3 separate regions of the Callithrix jacchus genome follow, and all the other regions are linked to region 2. Evidence: chromatin contacts called from public Hi-C data. All regions are on one chromosome and are shown on one strand. The core of a region is the stretch at or near the end of the contact, and the rest is flanking DNA. Distances in the headings are between cores, read along the strand shown. Region 1 overlaps LOC118145596. Region 2 overlaps ATG16L2 (autophagy related 16 like 2). Region 3 overlaps P2RY2 (purinergic receptor P2Y2).

The links. Hi-C and Micro-C count contacts between places; a contact is called where the count stands out from the background.
Region 1: a Hi-C map of skeletal muscle shows a contact between it and region 2, with 3 times the contacts expected there. The contact joins two enhancer-like sites. A contact is called at or near these places in 2 of 3 Hi-C or Micro-C datasets (both in skeletal muscle).
Region 3: a Hi-C map of skeletal muscle shows a contact between it and region 2, with 6 times the contacts expected there. The contact joins two enhancer-like sites. A contact is called at or near these places in 2 of 3 Hi-C or Micro-C datasets (both in skeletal muscle).

What each region holds. Positions count from the first base shown.
Region 1 is chr10:67,774,197-67,777,374 of calJac240_pri, reverse strand. LOC118145596 reads left to right here. Exons shown (of 5, transcript XR_013523262.1): 5 at 1-299. Among named protein-coding and RNA genes, the nearest start is that of P2RY2, 36 kb to the right of the region's middle. Within about 2 kb of position 1,619, at least 2 of the 16 cell types and tissues checked have an H3K27ac peak or open chromatin away from gene starts, as enhancers often do. A contact at or near this core is called in skeletal muscle, where this site is marked.
Region 2 is chr10:68,131,655-68,134,745 of calJac240_pri, reverse strand. ATG16L2 (autophagy related 16 like 2) reads left to right here. Exons shown (of 18, transcript XM_035264156.3): 4 at 1,467-1,540; 5 at 1,839-2,090; 6 at 2,271-2,336; 7 at 2,647-2,772. Among named protein-coding and RNA genes, the nearest start is that of STARD10, 22 kb to the left of the region's middle. Within about 2 kb of position 1,620, at least 9 of the 16 cell types and tissues checked have an H3K27ac peak or open chromatin away from gene starts, as enhancers often do. A contact at or near this core is called in skeletal muscle, where this site is marked.
Region 3 is chr10:67,720,720-67,723,612 of calJac240_pri, reverse strand. It overlaps P2RY2 (purinergic receptor P2Y2), which reads left to right. Exons shown (of 2, transcript XM_035265516.3): 2 at 1-2,893. Among named protein-coding and RNA genes, the nearest start is that of P2RY2, 18 kb to the left of the region's middle. Within about 2 kb of position 1,447, at least 8 of the 16 cell types and tissues checked have an H3K27ac peak or open chromatin away from gene starts, as enhancers often do. A contact at or near this core is called in skeletal muscle, where this site is marked.

The DNA of each region.
Region 1 (3,178 bases), core at 370-2,869, 360 kb after region 2:
AAGAAGCCAGACACAGACCATCACATATTGTATGACTCCACTCATATAAAATATCCAAAATAGACACATCTATAGAGACAGAAAGTAAATTTATAGGCGGCGGGGTGGGGAGGTCTGGGGAGAAATGAAGAGTGACTGCTAAAGGATATGGAGTTTTGTTAGGGGAAGGTGAAAATGTTCTAAAATTGACTGTGCTGGTTCAAAACTTCGTGCATATACTAAAAACCATTGAATTGTATACTTTAAATGGGTGAATTGTATGCTATACAAATTATATATCAATAAAGCTGTCATAAAAACAACAGCAGCATTTTTAATGTCTGGGGACATTCCTTTGTACAGCTGTATCATAATTGATTTAGATTTCTATTGCTGGAAATTTATGTTTTCTATTAATTCTTTCATTTCAAAATATTTCAAACACAGGCAAAAGTGAATTGAATGATGTAATGAACCCCTGTGCCCATCACCCACTTCAACAATTACCAACACAGTTTCTGCTTTTACCCACATTGATTCAATGAACATATTGTTCATGTCTTTGTCCACATTCTACATTCCACACTATTTCCTTTCATTTATACTGAATTCAATTCCACTCAAAGCGCTTCCTCAAACCCTCACAACGCCCTCCCAGCATGCTGTAGTGATATGATGGATCCAACCTTGCCCTACCCAGTCTGATGGGGGCTCCCGGTCTGGTGGGGGAGATGGATACTGGATTGGAGTGATCTGTAGGGATGGAGGCTGTGTAAGTAGAGAGAGCCCTTACCCTATTACCCAGGAAGGGCATCTCGCACTGGACTCTCCCTATCCAAAGAGGCTGTTTCCCACACCTCTGCCCAGCCCTGCCTTTCTCCTCTCCTGCCACACGGGGGCGTTAGAGTCACCCTTCCACAGCTGCCTCTGGAGGTACTCCCATCAGCAACTTGGATGGGTGGCTAGGGTGGGATCTGTGCCTTCTGCAGGTGATCCCAGCCTGGTGATGGCCCTCTCTTGGCCTGAGACTCCTCATGTGGAAGATGAAAGAGGTGGATGCTGTGAGTCCTGTGGTCCTCCAGCACTTCAGTCCGGCCTCCCACAGAGCCAGCTCTCAGCAGCAATGTGCTTGGAGCTCCACTCCCAGCACCTGTTTCTGGATGGCCTGGGGGATCCACCTGAGTGCCGCTTTCATTCCAGGTCCCAGGTGAGACTGACGCTTACTCAAGCAACCCACCTCCTTTTTATAGAGCCCTGCATGAGGCAGCTCACCACCCACAAGGAGGGACTTAGGCAGCAGATTTGCTGAGGCGTAAGGGTTTGCCCAGTGCAGCCTCACAGCTTCCCCCTTCTGGGAGCCACCCACATGTGGGCAGCCTCAGGGACCCCGGCTCTAGGAGCAAGATCCGGTTGAGGGTCGAGGAAGGGCAAGTGAGTCACTGGGACTTCCAAAGCCCAGCCTAAGTGATGTCTGGCCCAGCCCAGAAATCTGGTCTCCAGTGGGCATGGCCTGCAGGACCGTGAGGGCAGATGTGTGTGGCATAGCTGAGGGCTGAGTCAAGGGACAGGGTGTTTGCTTTCCTGAGAGGGCTTCTCCAGAATGGAGGCATCGCCAGCCTTGCAGCTTCTCCTGTCTCTGCCAAGGCAAGGGTGGTGGGTCAGTTTCTGCGCTCTGTTAGGGTGCCTGTCCCTCCCTGGGTGCTCCCTCAGCTACAACCCTCTCCACCTTCCATGCCTTTCACTCATCCCAGCCCTCCCCAGGATGCCTCCTTTCATCCAGCGAGCTGGCTGCTACCAGTCGGGGCACAAGCCACTCCCAAACAGTTCAGTCCCTAGGGGAAGGAAGGACCAGCTCACACATCCTGAGTGCCTACTGTGTGCCAGGCAGGCCTGTGTGGCACACTTGTATTGTTATCAGCTTCTTTCTCACAGCAGAGTCTCATGAGGCAAATATTATCCCACTCATTCCACAGAGGAGGAAGTGAAAGCTGGCCCTGCAGTATGAAGACTCAGGCCCAGACTTGCCGCCTCCTGCCTGCATCTCCCTCCACCTAGGTCTCTTTCTGTCTTTCTGCCTGCGGAAAGCTCACACTCTGAATCATCCTGCATGGCTCTTACCCTGCCCACTACATCCTTGCTGCTACTCACCTCCTGCATCCCCTGTACCCAACCAATAGCACACATGCCCACAAGCTCACATGCACCAAGATGGGTACACTGATCAACATAGGTGCACATGCATATTCCAGTCCTGACACTTATCCACTGTGCGATCTTGAGCAACTCCCTTAACCTCTCTGAGCCTCAGTTTTCTCATCTCATAGGAGTTGTTATGAGAATTAAATAAGGTACTGCATGTAACACTCCTAGTTCCTTGCCTGGGCATAGTGCTCAATAAAGATTAGCTATTTTTTAAACTTTAGCTACTTTTATTTCATCATTATTGTATACATGCATCTTTGTTCACTTTTTACACATGTAACAAGAGACATGCAGTAGACACACAGGCCCGGGGACCCACGCACACCTATGTGCCCAGTCAGGAACCCACAATAAAACAGCCAGCCACCTCGTATATTGGGTGCCCATATGCCCATGCCAGGTTCTACTGCAGATGGGAGTTGAGGATACCTGTGAACAGGAGAAGACAGGGGCCCTGGCCTTGGGGTCCACCCAAGCTACAAATGAGTTTCATGCTCAAAGTGTGATCTTTAGGCCTATCTGGGACCTTGTTAGAATCTTGAAGAATCTCGTACCTGACCCCAGATCTTCTGAATCACGATCTGTTTTTGGTTTTGTTTTTTTTTTTTTTTAAGAGATGGAGTCTCACTCTGTCAGTGACAGACTACAGTGCAGTAGTACAATCATACTGAATAGCTCACTGCAGCCTTGAACTCCCAGGATCAAGCAATGCTTCTGCCTCAGCCTCCCAAGTAGCTGGGACTACAGGCACATGACACCACATCCAGCTAATTTTTTAAAAAGCTTTTGTAGAGACAGGTGGAAGTCTTGTTATGTTGCCAGGACTGATCTCAAAGTCCTGGCCTCAAGTGATCCTCCCTCTTTGGCCTCCCAAGGTGCTGGGATTATAGGCATGAGCTACCACACTCAGACAGGACCTGCATTTTAAATAAGATTCTCAGAGCACCAAGGCAGAGGAGGGAAGTGGGTGAAGCTGCATCCCTGGGCAGGATGGGGC
Region 2 (3,091 bases), core at 371-2,870:
CACAAGGTCAGGAGTTCAAGACCAGCCTGGCAAACATAGTGGAACCCCATCTCTACTAAAAATACAAAAAATTAGCCAGGAGTGGTGTGTGCCTGTAATCCCAGCTACTCAGGATGCTGAGGCAGGAGAATCACATGAACCTGGGAGGCGGAGGTCGCAGTGAGTTGATATCAAACCATTGCACTCCAGCCTGGGTAACAAGAGCGAAACTCCGTCTCAAAAAAAAAAAAAAAAAAAAAGGTATACAATAAACTTGAATAGTGTAACACAACATAATTGAAAGCAAGTGACAGGTGAAAAAGTGGAGGTGTTTATCAGATTGCTCAGTGGTGAAAAGAATTATGTTATAAATGGGGCCAACTATGAATAAAGGTGCCCCACCCCGCATGTGCAGGTTCCCTCTCCACAGATTCACTCACATAGGGTGTCATGTCAGTGCAGGTGCCAGCACCAACCTTGCTCCTCAGTCTGTCCTCACCAGGCCCACATGAGAAGAACACAGGAAGATTAGCAACAAGGCGGTCTGTACCAGAGGCGCCTCTGGCCCTCATGTTCTCTTGCCACCCTGGTCGGAGCTGCCTTGCCTGGGGTCTGTCTCTCCCATCAACCCTGCTTGGCTCTGGGTTGAAGGCATGTCAATGAGGCAGGGGTGCAGATGAAATGGCCCTGGGCTGCCAGGCTGCTCCCGTATTGAGAGGAGAGGTCCTGGGCTGCCAGGCTGCTTCTGTATTGAGTCTGGACCCTGGCTCCCCAAGTTCATGCCTGATCTTAGTGTTATTTGCTCTGCGAAGGGCTTCTCGCTGCTGAGACCTGTGCTTGGGCAGGCCTGGGTTGGACGAGGCCAGGAAGCAACTGGGAGGAGTGGAGAACAGAACTCACATCGCCTGACCAGTGCTTTGCCTGGAGGCTGATGCAGTTAGGTGGCTTGGGCTCAAATCTCTTAGCTACCTGACTTTGGGCAAGGCACTTAAAACTCTCTGTCGTTGCCCTAGTCTGCGAAGGGAGAGTGGTAGTGCCAGGCTCTTGGTGTGGTGAGGAGGGAAGAAGTATGTGGCGTGCTGGGAGCATCATGGCGCCCGAGCGCCGGATGGGCATTTGCCAGCGGCTGCACTGGGAGTCCTGATTCTGCATGGCGCTGGGAGCGGAGCGCTGGCTTCTCACTCTTCAGGCGGGGCAGTGGAGGGGGTTGCTCTTGCCAGAGAGGTTCCTAGTAGGATAGCAGAGAAACGAAGCGGCCCGGCGAGGATTGAGACCCAGGGCTGAATCCAGAGCACGAGGCCCTTCCACTGCTCCACATATAGCAGCCTATCCCTGTGCAAGGTCCCAAACCTGTGTGGGGCTCAGCTTTCTTTTTAGGAAGGGGGCGGGCAGGGGAGCAGCCGACTGTCCCTTAGCGCCTTTGGCCTGGGAAGGACTGGAGGCCTGGAGAGGCCTCAGCGCCGCGGTGCCCACCTGTCTGCCCCCAGATGGCCTACCAGGTGGTGGAGAAGAGCGCGGCCCTGGGCACCCTGGAGTCGGAGCTGCAGGAGCGGCGAAGCAGGTGAGGCGCGGGCGCGGGTGGGACTGACAGGGAGGCCCGGGGCCAACTACGACAAAGGCAGGGGAATGGCACCAGCCAAGAGCTTTCCCCATGTCCTCCCGAACGCCCCCTGAGCCCATCAGTTGGTGCCAGAGAAGCGAACGGCAGGGCTCTGAGGGCGAAGGCTTGGGGGACACCTGGCTTAGCCACCCGGCTGGCCCCGTGGCAGGGGCAGGTCTGTCTTGGCCCCAAGGCAGGTTCCCACTAGGCAGTGACGGGGGAGTCTAGGGACCCGCCATCCACTCTCTCCATCCTTCAGGCTGGCGGCCCTAGAGGCCCGCGTGGTGCAGCTGAGAGAGGCGCGGGTGCAGCAGGCCTGGCAAGTGGAGGATCAGCGGGTACAGAACGCCGCGCAGCGGCAAGCTTATGAGGCGCTGCGCGCGCACGCCGGGCTCCAGGAGGCGGCACTGCGCAGGCTCCAGGAGGAGGCGCGCGACCTGCTGGAGAGGCTTGTGCAGCGCAAGGCCAGCGCCGCGGCTGAGCGCAACTTGCGCAACGAGCGCCGGGAGCGGTGAGGCAGAGACCCCGCCCCTTCTGAGGAACGGCCCCGCCCCTGCAGGGAGGAGTCGGGACTCTCAGTTGTCTGGAAGGGAGGAGGGCCGCAGCCGCCCCCTAGGGGAAGGGACCGGGTCGCGCCCCGCCTCCGCGCGAGGCTTCGCGCCAGCTCTCGGGACGCTTTTCACTCAACCAGGGCCAAGCAGGCGCGGGTGTCCCAGGAGCTGAAGAAGGCTGCCAAGCGGACCGTGAGCATCAGCGAGTAAGAGTGGGAATGGGCCAGTTCGACCCTTGGGTTCTGCCTCCCATCCCCGCCTGCCAGCGGCGACCCAGGCCGTCGACTGTACTTGTATATTGTGCACAGCCCAGTCCCACGACCCTCAAGTGGTCGGGGCCCACGGGACACCTGCAGAGAACTGTGTGGTCTTAGGAGCCTGCATGCGTGCCCGCTGCACTTGTGCCCACACAGAACTCTCTTCACTGGGAATTCCAGTCTTCACCGTGTCCTGTGCTGGGGAAAGGAGCGGTTGGCTTGGTCCCTTGGCCTTTCTGAGCTTCATTACCTCTCCCAGGAGCCCGGACACCCTAGGCGATGTGATAAGGGAGAGAACTGAGACTCTGGCCCTGGCCCTGGCCCTGGCCCCTGAGCCAGAGCCCCTGGAGAGTAAGGCTTGTGAGAAGTGGAAGAGGCCCTTCAGGTGAGGACCCAGGTGACGGTCCCAGAGCTCTAAGCTGAGCCCCAGCCCAGAGGCTGCCAGGGTTTTTCTGTTGGACCTTGGAGTCAGCTCTTGGGTTGGGAGGGGGTTCGAGGAGAGGTCGGAAAGCTCAGACCTTCCAGGACTAGTCTGCCCTCCATTGTCTAGAGCCACTTGGGGTCAGTTCTATCTCACCCCAATCCCTACCCTCAACCCTTTTCCTCCTTCCTGGAATCAGAGCTCTGGGAGTGGGGTTTCAGGCTTGTGAATAGCTATCACCAGGAGGGAACCTGTGGGCAAAGCCCAGAGCCCAGCCATGCCA
Region 3 (2,893 bases), core at 198-2,697, 410 kb after region 2:
CCAAATTCAAACTATAAACATGATGTCAACTTCCTTGTAAAATTTCCGAAAATTTAACAATTGGTTCTTGCAAGCAGGTACAAGTCACTCTAGCACATCATTGGATAATGCCGAGTGGCTGGGCCTGTGAGCTGGGGATCAGGGAAGGGTTCCTGGAGTGGAGAGACTCCTGAGTTGTAGCTTCTGAGAAAAGCAGCTCACCAGGAGAACACCCACATGCAGGATGCCTCCCAGGCAAAGACATGGGGCAAGAGGGCAGGGTGTACAGGAGCCATAAGCAGTCTGGACAGCTGGCTCTAGGCTGAAGGTAGGGTTGGAGCTAGGTCACAAGGAGGCCAAGTCAGGGTTCCCTCCTTGCCCTGACCCTAAGGATTCCTTTGCATTGGGGGTAAATATGAAAGAGACTCAGTCCACCTCCTATCCATCCTCTTCCTTCTGGGAAAATCCCAGATACATGGCAGGATGGTGCTCAGGCTGGGTCAGGACTTAGCATGGGGAAGATGGGTCTCATCCATGATAGGTTCTGGGTCTAGCCAGGACCACTCCGGGCTGATGTGTGGAGCTCAGCTGGACAGGGCCCAGCCCTAACCTTTGAACAGGGATAGGGCAAAGCTGACAGGCCTCACTCTTGATCTGAAGGACAGGGACCCGCTCCTCTCCCACTCTCCTTGTGGGCCCACTCTGCCTGCCTCTGACCTCTCTACCCTTCCCACGCTCCCAAGGCATCCCCAAAGGTTGTTGTATTTGGAGCCTGACTCCACAGCGCCCTCATGTGACAGAGACCCATCACAGACTGTAACCCAAATGATTACTTTGCACTGTGCCATGTGGGTGACATGCCCAGAATAGTGTGAGATATTCACCTCTCACATTCTAGGTTCTATACTTCTGTTAATGTAGCCAATGTCCTTCTGAGCATTTTTTTTTTTTTTTTTGAGACGGAGTTTCACTCGTTACCCAGGCTGAAGTGCAATGGCACGATCTCGGCTCACCGCAACCTCCGCCTCCTGGGTTCAGGCAGTTGTCCTGCCTTAGCCTCCCAAGTAGCTGGAATTACAGGCACGTGCCACCATGCCCAGCTAATTTTTGTATTTGTAATAGAGATGGGGTTTTGCCATGTTGGCCAAGATAGTCTCAAACTCCTGATCTCAAATGATCCACCTGCCTCAGCCTCCCAAAGTGCTGGGATTACAGGTGTGAGCCACTGCACCCGGCCCTTCTGAGCTTTCTTAGTGACTGCCTCTTACAAACCATCCTTGAGCCTTTCCTGCAGACCCGAGCCACTCCCTTTTCTACCAACTGCTGCTCAAGCTGAACCTCATCCCAGTTTATAGGGATCCCCTCCCCAGGTGAGCTTTGCTGGTTGAGAGTGTGAATGCTGAGCTCTGACCCTCTCAGCCCTGCTTAGACCTGGAGGCGGGATTGTATCCCATGATTTTGGGGGCCCTTGAGTGTGCATCTGTGGTTGGGGTAGGCTAGGACCTCCCCAAGCCCAAGTTCCCTGGTCACCATTCTTCTCATGTCCTGCCCACCTACCCTCCTGCATCTGCCCCAAACCAGACACCATGGTGGATGGAGACAATACCATTGCCTAGAGCCTGGAAGCTCTCCTTGAACCACTGCCTGTAGATTTCTTGGGACATAGGACCATAAGGACACAGGAGGGGCTTATTCACCTTCTAATCCTGTGGCAGGCGCAGGTGGGGGTGAATACTGGAGACCCTGGGCAAACCAGGGATGGCGCAAGACCCCACCTCGGGAACCCTGTTGGACTGCCTGGCCCCTTGGTATGCACAGCCGGCCTTGCTGCTCAATGCCCAGGCCACTCACCTTGAGGGTGAGGTTCCTGCCCTGATGCCTCATGCTATTTTCGGCCCAAGTAAGACTAGAATTTTCCATTCCTGGCCCCAGACCATTGTCCAGCAGTGATGTGGGGGGAACCTGCCTGCCCTCAAAATATCTTCTCTTACCCTCCAGGCCTCCCTGCCCCCTCTACACCTCCCTAACCTGACATCACTTCCTGGGCTGTTGACTCATGAAGGCCACTGTGAAAGGGCACGTGACTCGCCCAGCCACCCGGCTGACCCTAGGGATTATCCAGCCCAGCTGCAGACTCAAGGCCAGAGACGGGTGGGGCTGAGCTCAAGGTCATTCAGCAGGTCAGCGTGGCGCCTGGATATAAGCCAGTGCCTTGGTGGCGATTCTGCTGTCACTCACATTGCCCAGCTCTTCTTGCCCAGGGTGACTGGAATGGAGCCATAGAGCTGAGGCCAGGGACAGGGCAGAGATAGGAGGAAGGGGAGGGTGGAGAGTTGAGTGCTGGGGAGTAAATGTTGGCGGATGTGCCTGCAGCAGCTGTTCTCGATGAACTGCGTGACATCAGGGCCGGGTCCCTGGCACACAGGAGTCTGCCCTGGCTGGCAGATGTCCCAGGACCCAGGAGGGAGGGGGTCATCCCAGGGGACATTTCCACTTTTACCCCAAAAGGTTAGAAGAGGCCCTAAACAACATGTTATCCACACATGGCTGCTCCAGTACAAGCCACCAGAGCTACCTCTTTGCCACCCTTGTCATGGCAGATTTGGGCTGCTGTGTTTAGAATCAGGCACATGGGGGAGAGAAGTCGTGTATTGACCCATGTCCCATGCACCCTGCGGGACCTTCCCATCTATGTTGTATGGTGGATGCTTCACAGCAACCCTGGGAAGTAGATGTTATGATCCCATTTAGCAGATGAGGAAACAGGAGAAGTGAGGACTTGCTCTGAGTTATCCAGGCCACCAGGTCGAGTCAGTGAGTCCAGGCCACCTCATGGCCAGAGTCATGCCTTTCAGTGCCCCACCACGCTCACAACCCTGCAGGGCAGGAGGGTCTGTAATTCAAGATGGCATGA